2 separate regions of the Mus musculus genome follow, and region 1 is linked to region 2. A link is a contact called in public promoter capture Hi-C data. All regions are on one chromosome and are shown on one strand. Each heading gives the region's core, a stretch centred on a gene start, on an enhancer-like site or on the middle of the called end of the contact. The rest is flanking DNA. Distances are from core to core; before and after follow the strand shown. Region 1 holds the start of Myom3 (myomesin family, member 3). Region 2 overlaps Ncmap (noncompact myelin associated protein).

What was found. Promoter capture Hi-C pulls out the DNA fragments that hold promoters and counts their contacts.
Region 1: a promoter capture Hi-C map of liver shows a contact between it and region 2, with 2.1 times the contacts expected there. The contact joins the promoter of Myom3 here to the enhancer-like site in region 2. A contact is called at or near these places in 4 of 39 promoter capture datasets (the 3T3-L1 cell line, cranial neural crest, liver and 1 more), 1 of 484 Hi-C or Micro-C datasets (liver) and 2 of 115 datasets of contacts at active chromatin or transcription factors (embryonic stem cells and pancreatic cancer cells).

What each region holds. Positions count from the first base shown.
Region 1 is chr4:135,756,255-135,762,103 of GRCm38.p6, forward strand. It overlaps Myom3 (myomesin family, member 3), which reads left to right and starts at 3,461. Exons shown (of 37, transcript NM_001085509.2): 1 at 3,461-3,552. It also overlaps the pseudogene Gm12988.
Region 2 is chr4:135,368,198-135,373,905 of GRCm38.p6, forward strand. Ncmap (noncompact myelin associated protein) reads right to left here. Exons shown (of 5, transcript NM_145555.2): 4 at 3,680-3,764; 5 at 1,380-2,513. The coding sequence ends at 2,372. Among named protein-coding and RNA genes, the nearest start is that of Srrm1, 18 kb to the left of the region's middle. Within about 2 kb of position 2,389, at least 7 of the 459 cell types and tissues checked have an H3K27ac peak or open chromatin away from gene starts, as enhancers often do. A contact at or near this core is called in liver, where this site is marked.

The DNA.
Region 1 (5,849 bases), core at 2,211-4,710, 390 kb after region 2:
TGGGCCTCCTCCTCTTCAGTAAAGTCATTTTTGATATTGAAGGTTTTACGAATCTCCTCAGGAGTTTCCCCCTTAATCTTAATGGCCACAGTCTTGCATGTGACATCAAGCAAACCTTTGATGTCTAAGTAGTTTGCAGCCAGAATAAGTTCAAAAAGTATTCCTTGGTCAACTTTCAGGAATTCTTGGTCCCAAACAGGAATATCATCTGTCCGTTTTCTTTGTTTTCATCATCCTCAGGGGAGGAGGGTCCTCTTTGTGGTGGGAGCACCACTGAATGACCTCTTTCAGAATTGCTGCATTAACATTTGGTAAAGGAACAGGATCATCATCCATTCCCAACTCTTCCGGCACGGCCTTGACGGTCACAGATTGTTTGGCAGTTTCTACAGCAACTTCAAATATCTCTCCATCAGAACTCTGCAACTTTGTCGTAGGCATGGCACTTGGTCTCAAGACCACAGGCCCCGAGGCTGACGGACAGAGTTCATAATCGCACAGAAGTATCGAGAACAAGGCCACTTTGAGACAGAGTCTTATGTAGCACAGGTTGACCTCAAACTTGGTACATAGTCTAGGGTACACTTGAACTCCTGGTCCTCCTGCCTTGACCTACCAAGTGGTATGAATATTGGCATACACTACCACACCTGGCTTCCCATTCATTTTTAAAGTCAAGTTGAGGACAGAGCTGTCTTCCAGGAATTACTTCCTTTGGGGTAGGGACAGAGAGAACAAGACAACACAACATCCCTCCTATCTAAAACGTTCTCCAGTTAAAGAAACTGAGGCTCAGGAAGGAGGCTGAAGGCTGAGCATGATGTCACACACTTATAATCCCATCACTCAAGGTACTGAGGATTATGAGTTCAAGGCCAGCCTCAGCTATATAGTGAGACTTGTCTCAATTTAAAATAATAATAATAATAATAGTAATAATAAAGAAAGGAGAGCAAATTCCTCGTTCATGAATAGAGGTGCCTATGCCTGGCATCTAAGCAAAGAGTTATGTGACTTCAGTCATCTTATGTCTGCTCAGCTTCCTGAGTGAGGTTTGACCATACTTACAAAGGACCCATGCATCACCATGCATGATCAGCTGAGGGGTATAGGAGAATGGACTGCAAGCCCAGATGGATGGGGCGAAGCGAGCTCTTCAGTATCCCCAGAGTTAAGTGACTAGAGGAGCCCTGGTCTATCAACTGTCTACAGTATGTCTGGTGTTGGGGAGGCTGTGGACCCTCCTGGGACCCTTCCTTTCAGACAATCCAGTTGGAGACAAGGTCTCAGTGTGTAGCCCAGGCTGGGTCTGGATGCCTGGATCCATCTGCCTCAGTCTCCTGGATGCTGGGATTACAGATCTGCAGCTCCATGCTCTGCCAGAAGACTGAGAGACAGTCATTACTGTCCCCTGGAGTGTAGATAAACCAGAACATGGTGGCTTGCTTAAGTTATAAATCCAGGGATGAATGGGATCCTGAACAGAATCTGAGATGCCTCCCAAGTCTGGCACATGCCTGAGTTCCTTCCGTCTGCCTCAGAGGTCAGGGACAACCAGGGCCTATGTTCTGCTTCACAAAGGCATATCACACTTTTTTTTAAAAAAAGATTTATTTATTCATTATATATAAGTACACTGTTGTGTCTTCAGACACACCAGAAGAGAGCATCAGATCTCATTACAGATGGTTGTGAGCCACCATGTAGTTGCTGGGATTTGAACTCAGGACCTCTGAAAGAGCAGACAGTGTTCTTAACCACTAAGCCACCTCTCCAGCTCTGGCATATCACACTTAACCATCACAGCAATTGTCTGAGTCCAGAGAAACTCTTTCTAGACAGGGATAATAGGAAGTGGGGATGGCAGGGGAGTATATGCTTGAAATCATGGCATTCAAGACTGAGGCAGGAAGATTGTCAGTTGCAAGTTAGCCTGGGCTACATAACAAAACCTTGTCTCAAAATAACAACCCCCGAAATAGGAATGAGAGCTGGAGAGATGTTCCAGTGTTAGAAAGCTGGCTGCTCCTCCAAAGGACCCTGGATAAGTTCCCAGCTACTCACCTGGGGGGAATGCCCCGCCTCCTACTGCTCCTTCCCCATCCACCCCAGTCCCTGCCTCCAGGAACTGCCTAGGGCTCCAGCCTGGTTTGAGGAAAGTGGGCACAAGTGTTCCCAATTATAGAGTTTGTTTGCAACTGTCCTTCCAGTTACCCTGGGGAAGTTTTCAGCTTCTCTGATCTGAATTCCTTCCTGAGAGACAGCGTGTCAGGGTACCTGGCTCACAACCCCAGGGATCTGATGCCCCCTTCTGGTCTCTAGGCGTGCATGCGGTAGTGCACAGACCATGCCCACAAGTAAAACACTCATATACATAAAGTTTCCTAGAAAGAAAGAAAGAAAGAGAGAGAGAGAGAGAGAGAGAGAGAGAGAGAGAGAGAGAGGAAGGAAGGAAGGAAGGAAGGAAGGAAGGAAGAAAGAAAGAAAGAAAGAAAGAAAGAAAGAAAGAAAGAAAGAAAGAAAGAGGAAGGAAGGAAGGAAGGAAGGAAGGAAGGAAGGAAGGAAGGAAGGAAGGAAGGAAGACCAAAAGGGTGGGGGAGCGAACCCGCCAACATCCTCCCCGGAGTTGCTATGACACTGGCCTGGGGAAGAGGTGAATCAGGGAAGCTTAGAAATGGCTTTTCAAGTAAGGCAGGAGATTAAGACTAGGACTGAAGAGCTCAGTGCCCGCTCACTCACTCTCCCCAGGGAGTAGCCTCCGAAGCTGCAGGAAGAGCAGCTGGCAGGTTGACCTTGGTGCCTGTGGTTTGAGGAAGAGGCTGGGAGTGAAACCATGCTCTCTGACCTGAGCTGGGACAGCCTTCCCAGACCTGCACATGCTCTGGAGGGCCATGTCCCCTCCTCAGGGCTCCCTAGCTCCTGTCCTAGCCCTGCCTTACCCACCGCACACAACCATGGGCTGACCAGGAGCAGCGCCCTTAACTGCTGGGGAAATAGAGAGGAAGAAGCCACACATCACCTTAGCCAAAAGAATCAAAGTTCTCATGGTTAGGTCACACTCTGTACTATCCGCAAGAAGCTAGGTACCCTGACATGTTCCCTGTCTCTCAGGAGGGAATTCAGATCAGAGAAGCTGAAGACCTTTCTCTGGGTGCCCCACAACGGGAAGGACAGTTGTGATCCGACTTCTATAGCAGAGAACACACGTGTCCACTTTCCCCAAGCCAGACTGGAGCCCGAGGCATGGCTCTTACTCCAGGCAGGGTGGGGTGGAAAAGCCAGAGGTGGGGGAGGAGCAGCAGGGGGTGGGGGCCACCCCACCTGTTGCTGCTGCCCAGCAGTGCTGGCAGGAAGAGACAGCCCTCCCCTCTGCCTCCACCCTCACCACAGCTCCCATCCATTGTCACCGCACTGTCTCAGCGCTGCTATATTTAAGACGGTTACAAGGCTCTCAGATCACATTCTTCCCCCGTCCTCACTGAGCCGAGGACAAGAAGAGAGCAGAGAGCCTCTTACTGTCCTAGAGACTGCCCAGTGGACACTGCTGTTTCTGTGAGTCACATGTAGGGTGCAGGGGCTGAGGGACACCCCAGCTTTCCACAGTGAATGACCTATGGGGGTGGTATATATGGTGCATGTGTAGTGTACATAACTCTAGTGTATGTGTGTCTGTGATGTACGGGTTTGTGTATGTGTAGATGATGTGGGGGTGGTCTGTGCATAGGCCTATGTAAAGTCAATGATGTTCTTGTGTGTCTATTGTATGATGGGGGTAGTATTTGTGTGACTATGGTGTGTGTATCTATAGTATAGTGTGTGGGGTATGTGTGTATGTGTGTTTGATATGTGCATTTATAATGTTTATGTGTGTGTTATAGGGCGTGTGTGTGTGTGTGTTGTAGGGTATGTGTCTGTGTTATAGGGTATGTGACTGTGTTGTGCTATAGGGTATGTATATTATAGGGTATGTGTCTATCTGTGTGTGTTATAGGATATGTGTGTGTGTTGTAGGGTATGTGTCTATCTGTGTGTGTTGTAGGATATGTGTGTGTGTTATAGGGTATGTGCCTATGTGTGTGTTGTAGGGTGTCTGTGTGTGTCGTAGAATATTTGTGTGTCTACTATAGGGTATGTGTGTGTCTGTGTGTGTTTTCGTATCCTGTCGAGTATGTGTGTATCTGTATGTGTGTTTGTTTGTTTGTAGTGTATATATGTAAGTATGTTGGGAAAGGGGTTTGTTAGGGAGATTTGAGCTTGGTAGCACCCCAAGTGAAAACGGGGTATCCAAGAACTCCATGCTTCATTTCACTGTTCTGTGTAGCCCTGGGTCTTCTGATGTGAGCCCTCCTTGACATTAAAGCTAAACATAAAGAAAAGAAAAGGCCCTTGAGGACCTCCTTGGAACTCGAGTCTTTGCTGTATGGAGCGGCAGCCCATCAGGGAGCCCGAGCTGGCAGGTCCGGCAGGTCCAGTAGGGAGGGAGTGTGTGGGCTGAGTGCTGGTTGTTCAACCCCACGGGCAGAGAAAAAGCATAGACCCTGCAGTCCCAAACCCTGGGGTTGCCAGGTTCATCCCATACAGGGGATGAGGCCCCCCGGGCTCTGCTGGGGAAGGAAGAGCCTCCACTAACCAGAGCCAGCCCATTACAGCCTTGGCGGAGCTGGGGAGCCGTGCCTGTCCCAGCCTGTGCCGACCCACTGGGCAGGGTGCATCCACTCCCCGCTCAGCCAGTGCGGCTTCTCATCCCATGGGGAAGGGCAGTGGAGGCCACAAACCTGTCTGCTTAATCCCACACTTTAGTCAGTGCTTTAAAAAGCATCCATGGCTCACCGCAGAGGAGGGGGTCCAGAGGCCAAATGCCAGTGGGCCACTGTCCTCATTAGGGCAGAGTATCAGAGAGAGGGCCAGTGCTGACGTCAGAGCACAGGAACCCTCTTTGTTGGCCCGAGCCTTGCTCCCCAGGTCAAACGTGTAGACCAAGGAAGGAGCGTAGCATGAGCGGGCTTGGCTAGGTCTCTGCGTGCAGAGATGCTATTTAGCCAGGAGGAGTCAGAGCCAAGCCTAAGTGGGCAACTGTCCTTTGGCTCTGCTGAGATGCTTGTCGGGAGCCAAGGGACCTTTGGGAGAAGCCCTTAATGGCCACTGATTACTTACTGCAAGCCACTGACCTCCCTGATGGTCACAGCTGGGGGCAGCACAGAAAACCAAACCTTACAGCTGACACTCAGCAGCTAAGCCCCACCACCAGTGAGTCAAATACAGCCTCCATACAGGTAGGGACTAAGCAGGAAGAGGAGGCACTTTCTAAATGAGAATCAAATTATAAGGTACTGATTTAAAATACCAAAAGGACTAACAAAGAGAAAGTTCTTGGCCTCTTGTGTTTTTACAAGGCTTCGGAGGAAGTTGGTGGGAGTGTCTGACACTTAGATGGGACTCATTTCTCCAGGCTCTCAGTTAACCTTTTGGTCGCCCATCCCAGGAGTGTGGTGGACACATTTTACGGATGAAGAAGCCAAGTTATAAAGTCCAAGGTCGCACACTTAGAAGCAGGAATGAGAAACTAGGGTCACAGGATTGCACTGGGTCACAGATTCACAGTCCCCATATCGTGAATCAACATGGCGCTCAGGCTAGGCTTGGAGGAACGGCTGGGGTGATGAACCCAGCAAAGGCTCATGGGTAGGACTAGACAGAGAGAGAGAGGGGACATCTGCTCACTCCGAGATTAGACCCAGCCTGGGACAGCAGCGTGCAGTCTGTCATCCTCTGCAAAGCCAAGCCCTGGAGAAGGGGATGAATGGAGCAGGTCCGCAGCTGGGAGCCAGGGCTCTCTCTGCTCCCCGATG
Region 2 (5,708 bases), core at 1,139-3,638:
GTTTGTTTCTGTTTTGCTTTTGAAAGCAGAGCATGTTCAGGGAAGCATTATCTATTAGGGCTTGTCCAGGGCCTCAGTGGGAAGCAAGTGAAGCGGGACACTGGGTGCACAGGTGGGTCAGAGAACGCCATCTTGGCTATGCTCATGAGAGTCAACAGGAGGCCACCAAAATGGCCTTTCTCCCACTTGCACCTGGGAAGCCAGATCCCTGTCTCCACACAGGACAGGGACAAGACTGCTTTGCTGTGTATCCATTCTCAGAGCAGCTGACATCTTTTGGGAAGGGTGGAAGGAAGAAGATACAATGGAAAGAAGGCTCCTGCCAAGTCGGGCCGACCCTACTTTGAGCCCTGGCACGTGACTCCCGGCACATGATGTCCCAGCACGTGACTCCCGGCAGGTCCCTCCTCTTTGTGAACTGGAACCTCTCATCTGAGAGTGGAAAGAAAGATGACCTCCCAGACTCACGGAGAGAATGAAATTCTGAGATAACTTAGTAGATGCCCTCCCGGTGCCTGGAGAGTGGTAGGTATTTAAGACAGAAGGGGAAGATGACCACTGAGCCACGGTAAGAGTTTCCTAGGATCTTCCCACAGCTACTCAAGGAGGCTTCTTTTGTTTTGTTTTGTTTTGTTTGTTTGTTTGTTGAGAGAGGATTTCTGTAGCCCAGGGTGCTCCTAAGTTTTCTGTGTAGCCAAGGATGATGACCTTAAACTCTTGATCCTCCTGTGAAGCTCTGTCTGCCTCTCTCTCTCTCTCTCTCTCTCTCTCTCTCTCTCTCTCTCTCTCTCTGTGTGTGTGTATGTGTGTGTGTGTGTGTTGGTAGTGGTGCACGCCTTTAATTCCAGCACTCAAGAGATAGAGGCAGGAGGATCTCTGTTGATTCAAAGCCAGCCTCGTCTACAGAGTTTCAAGCCAGTCAGGGCTACATAGTAAGACCCCCGTTGTTTCCCTAAGACACACAAAAAAGTTGTGTGTGTTGCATGTGCGTGGCATATGTTCCCTTATGAGCAAACCAGGAGGTCAGATGAGGATGTCAGGTGATCTACTCTCTTGTTCTCTTTCTTACACTCTTTCTTTCTTTCTTTCTTTCTTTCTTTCTTTCTTTCTTTCTTTCTTTCTTTCTTTCTTTCTTTCTGGGACAGGGTTTCTCTGTATAGCCCTAGCTGGCCTTGTAGACCAGGCTGGCCTTGAACTCAGAAATCGCCTGCCTCTGCTGGGATTAAAGGTGTGTGCCACCACGCCCAGCTATAAATCTTAATCCTAAAATGTTTGTCCTTGTTTGTGGACTGTCTTCTGGCCCAGGGTCAGGGGTCAGCTGTCACAGAGAATCAGTTGACAGTGTTGTGCTTTGACTCTGCAAGGTGACAAAAAAGCATGCAGGAAATACAAGGTTTAATGGGTTCAAAATACTTGTCCCCAGAGGCAAGAGGACTGCCAGGGAAGCTTAGCAACCAAATAAAAGAGAGCCAGGAAATGGGGGGTCAGGGTAGTCTGCCTGGGGCAGCAGAAAGAGCCCAGAGCAGCTACCACATAGCCCAGGACCTTGAGCAATGCAACAATTCTTATCCTAGAGCTAGCCTATGCTTCTCATCCTTGAGCTAGCCTCTGCTCCTCGGGGTACATCTTCCTTCTGACTATTAATGAAGTAGAAGTTTTGAAGAATACTGTTTATTCTTTTTCTTTCTTTCTTTCTTTTTTTTTTTTTTTTAAAAGAGAAGCATCTCTGAATGTGGTCAAAGCTGGTCCTGCAATCCCAGTGTTCCCGCTTTTACTGAGCACTGTGATGACAGGCACGTGCCACTTTATCCAGCCTCTGTACCCTTTGTTAAAGGGGGAGAGCGCTGACTGGCCATTAGGAGCTGGCTAGTGGCCATCTAGTACTGCATCAGTTAGATGCTACCAAGTTGGTTTTGTGGCTAGTTAGTCCAAGTTAGTTTCCCTGCATCTGGCTATGGGATTGAGGAAGCTGTGGACATGCCCTTAAGTTGAGATGCTCCCAGTGGCTCCCTGGGGAACACTCTCTTTAACACTCCCTGACCATGAGCAGAAGACTCAGATGTCTGTCTATCAAGCTGTCTAGCCGTCGCACTTGTGAGGCGACAACCAGACTCACACCAGTTTCCCCAGCTCAGTGCTTCTCGTCAGGTAACAGAAGAAATGTCCTCAGAGCTTTGGTCGAGTGGCAGCAGGGACGTGGACATAGCTGGGGTGGCCAGAGCACAGGTGAGGGTGGCTTCAAGCTGCAGGGGCTGTTTGAAGGGTGCCTCAGTTTACCCAACCAGAAAGAACTTGGTGAAGCTGCCAGCAGAGTGGACTTTCAGGTCATCAAAGCTCTTTGCAGAGAGGCAGGAATGGCGCCAAGGCAGGGTCACCGAGTCTCCACATGGACATTGGCAGGGTCGAAGGTCACAGTAGCAGGCTGCTGGCTGCCATTGCTGCTGGGGTCCAGGGCAGGAGGGACAGGTGGCTTTGGGCTCTTGGGCTCCAGCTCCCGCCTGGTCCTCATTCTCCTGTAACGAACGAGACGGTGAAGAATGGGCTCTGTAACCGTGGCTCATCGTAAGGTCACACTGTTCAATCGCCACTGTTACAATTGGGAAGGCCCTTCAACATCAGCTTGGCTCACTGTGGGATAGTCTGTTTAAATTAAACCGCTAAACTGCAATCTGTCCCTGACACTGAATGGAATCTGAGCATGGCCACATTCAAGGCTAAGGGAAGCCCTTCAAGGTTTGCAGCAGCATGAGTATGCATGCTAAATGTTTTGCTAAGAATATTTCAGAATATCTTATTATAATCGAGAAGAGAACTGACTTAAAATGTCTACAATCCCAGGACTTTTAAGGCTGAGACAGGAACATCTGAGGCCAGCTTGGGCTACCTGGGAAGATGCCGTCTCAAACAAACTGGCAAACTGAGAATTCTATCTTCATTCTATATACCATAAAATTCAGTAGTTAACAATAGTGAGTCCTGATGTGATATTTCATCCACTGATAGATCCTAACTCCTTAGGGGACACTGGAATTCAACGCTGCTTCCTTGTTTCCTATAGGTTCATATGGTAACACCGTCAAAGGCTTTAAAAATAATACTTAGGGCTGGAGAGATGGCTCAGCGGTTAAGAGCACTGACTGCTCTTCCAAGGGTCCCGAGTTCAAATCCCAGCAACCACATGGTGGCTCACAACCATCTGCAATGAGATCTGATGTCCTCTTCTGGTGTGTCTGAAGACAGCTACAGTGTACTCATATATAATAATAAATAAATTAAAAAAATAATACTTAACGCTACTATTGTTGTTGGCTTGGAGTCAGGGTCTTATGTAGCTCAGGCTGGCCTCAAATTCATCCTGTACACTTCTGGTCCTCCTGCCTTTATCTCCTGAGTGCCACCATACTTGATTTATAAGGTACTGGGACTCAAACCCAGGCCTTCACGGATGCTAGGCAAGAGCTCCACCTTCCAAACTTCATCCCCTGCCCCTGTCATTGTCACATGCTATGGTGGGAATATTTTCTTTGAAACCGCATGGTTTGGGTTTGAACCTCAGCTCTGACAAAGAGTTTCAGAGGGCAGGGTCTTGCATGGCAGGTGAGCTAACAGTCTACAGGTGGAATGGGTGGGAGGTCTGTGTGTGGGGGTGGAGAACTGGCGAGTTCTGGGCCTCCGGTACCTGTTGTACATCTTCAGCAGGATCAGCACCAAGGTGACAATGATGATGACAACCACCACAATGGCAGCCACGATGGCTCCAGAGCCTGCAGAGAAGAGGGAACGGAAAGTGGGAGAAGCTCTTATCAGACATCTATGAGTCCCCAGGAACCTCATGAGTCAGCATAGGAATCCCAGGGCTCCTGTGGGCACGGTGGGCAGTGACAGGAGGACCCCCAGAAGCCTGCAGGCCCCCTAGCCTGGCGTATGCTGGGGTACAGTGGGGAAAATAACAAAGAGACCCTGTTATAGGCAAGGTAGGTAGAAGGGCAGGACTGGTATTGAGGGTGTCCTCTGACCTCTGAGTGTGTGTCACGGGGCACTCTTATGCCAGCATGGACACACACAAGCAAATGCGCGTGCATGCGTGTATACACATACACACACACACACACACACCAAAAAAGGTAAATGAATTCAAATACAAAATAAGAGAGAACAGAGATGGTAAAGACAGGAGCTGACATACAGATTGGGGACTCCCCAGTCTGCCCTTGTCATGCATGACCTGGATCCACCTAAATCTCACAGAGTAATGATTTGTTCTCTGGCTATTGGACTGAGTTACTGATCATTGGCCCTGATCTAATCAGATTTAGCTATTGAATTTATAGTTTGATGGCACTATTGCGAGGTGACAGGAACTGTATGGGAGAGGGGCCTGGTGAGAGGAAGGGGCAGGGGCACTAGGGCCCTTGAAGGTCATCTTATAGTGTTTCTCTATCTCTGCCTCCCGAATCATGAGTGGGCGGCTCATCACACTGGCTCTGCCGATGCTACCTCAGCTCAGGCCCACAGCGGAGGAGCCAGTGATGGCCTTGAACTCCTGATTCTCCTCCTCTGACTCTAAAGGGCTGGGATTTGCAGGTATGTGCCATGGTGCCTGCCTGGCTCCTCCTATCAGCACAGCTCTAAACGTCCACAGAACAGATCAGTACACCGTCCTCCCCTCTTTTTGAAGATTTATTTATTTATTTTATGTATATGAGTACACTGTAGCTGTACAGATGGTTGTGAGCCTTCATGTGGTTGTGGGAATTGAATTTTTAGGACCTCGCTCTGGTCAACCCTGCTTGCTCAGTCCCTGCTTGCTCCGGCCCAAAGATTTCTTTATTATTATAAATAAGTACACTATTGTTGTCTTCAGACATACCAGAAGAGGACATCAGATCTCATTATGGGTGGTTGTGAGCTACCGTGTGGTTGCTGGGATTTGAACTCAGGACCTTTGGAAGAGTAATCAGTGCTCTTACCCGCTGAACTATCTCTCCAGTCCCCCCCACACACCTTTTTTTGGATAATGTGCAATTAATGTGGTTTTTTTAAAGATGATTTGGAAAATGCAAAAATAAGCAACACATAGGCAAGGATGTTTACAGGTCTTCTATACCTACCTACAGATCCATTGGTGCGGCCATGTGTGTGCACACCATAGTCTGGTAAGGTTTTAGGAATAGGCACTGGAAAGAGAAGGCTCAGCAGTTAAGAGCACTGGTTGCTCCTACACAGGACCCAAGTTCAGTTCCCGGAACCCAGACAATGTCTTACACCCTTCTGTGACTCCAGTACCTGTAGGGTCTGACGCCCCCTTCTGGCAATTTTGGGCACTACATGCTCACGGTGCACACTCATGTAGGTAAAACACCCATATACATAAAATAAGAACAAATCTTTTAAATGTCAGTCTTGGGCTGGAGAGATGGCTCAGCGGTTAAGAGCACTGACTGCTCTTCCAGAGGTCCTGAGTTCAATTCACAGCAACCCCATGGTGGCTCACAACTATCTATAAACGGATCTGATGCCCTCTTCTGGTGTGTCTGATGACAGCTACAGTGCACTCATATAAATAAAATAAATAAATTCTTAAAAAAAAAAGTCAGTCTTCTGTCTGAAACAGCTGCCCTACGGGACTAACTGTCTTACATATGCAGTAGTTAAAAGGACACCTGGATTTCCAGTCGTGGTAGTGCACACCTGGGATCCAGCCATGG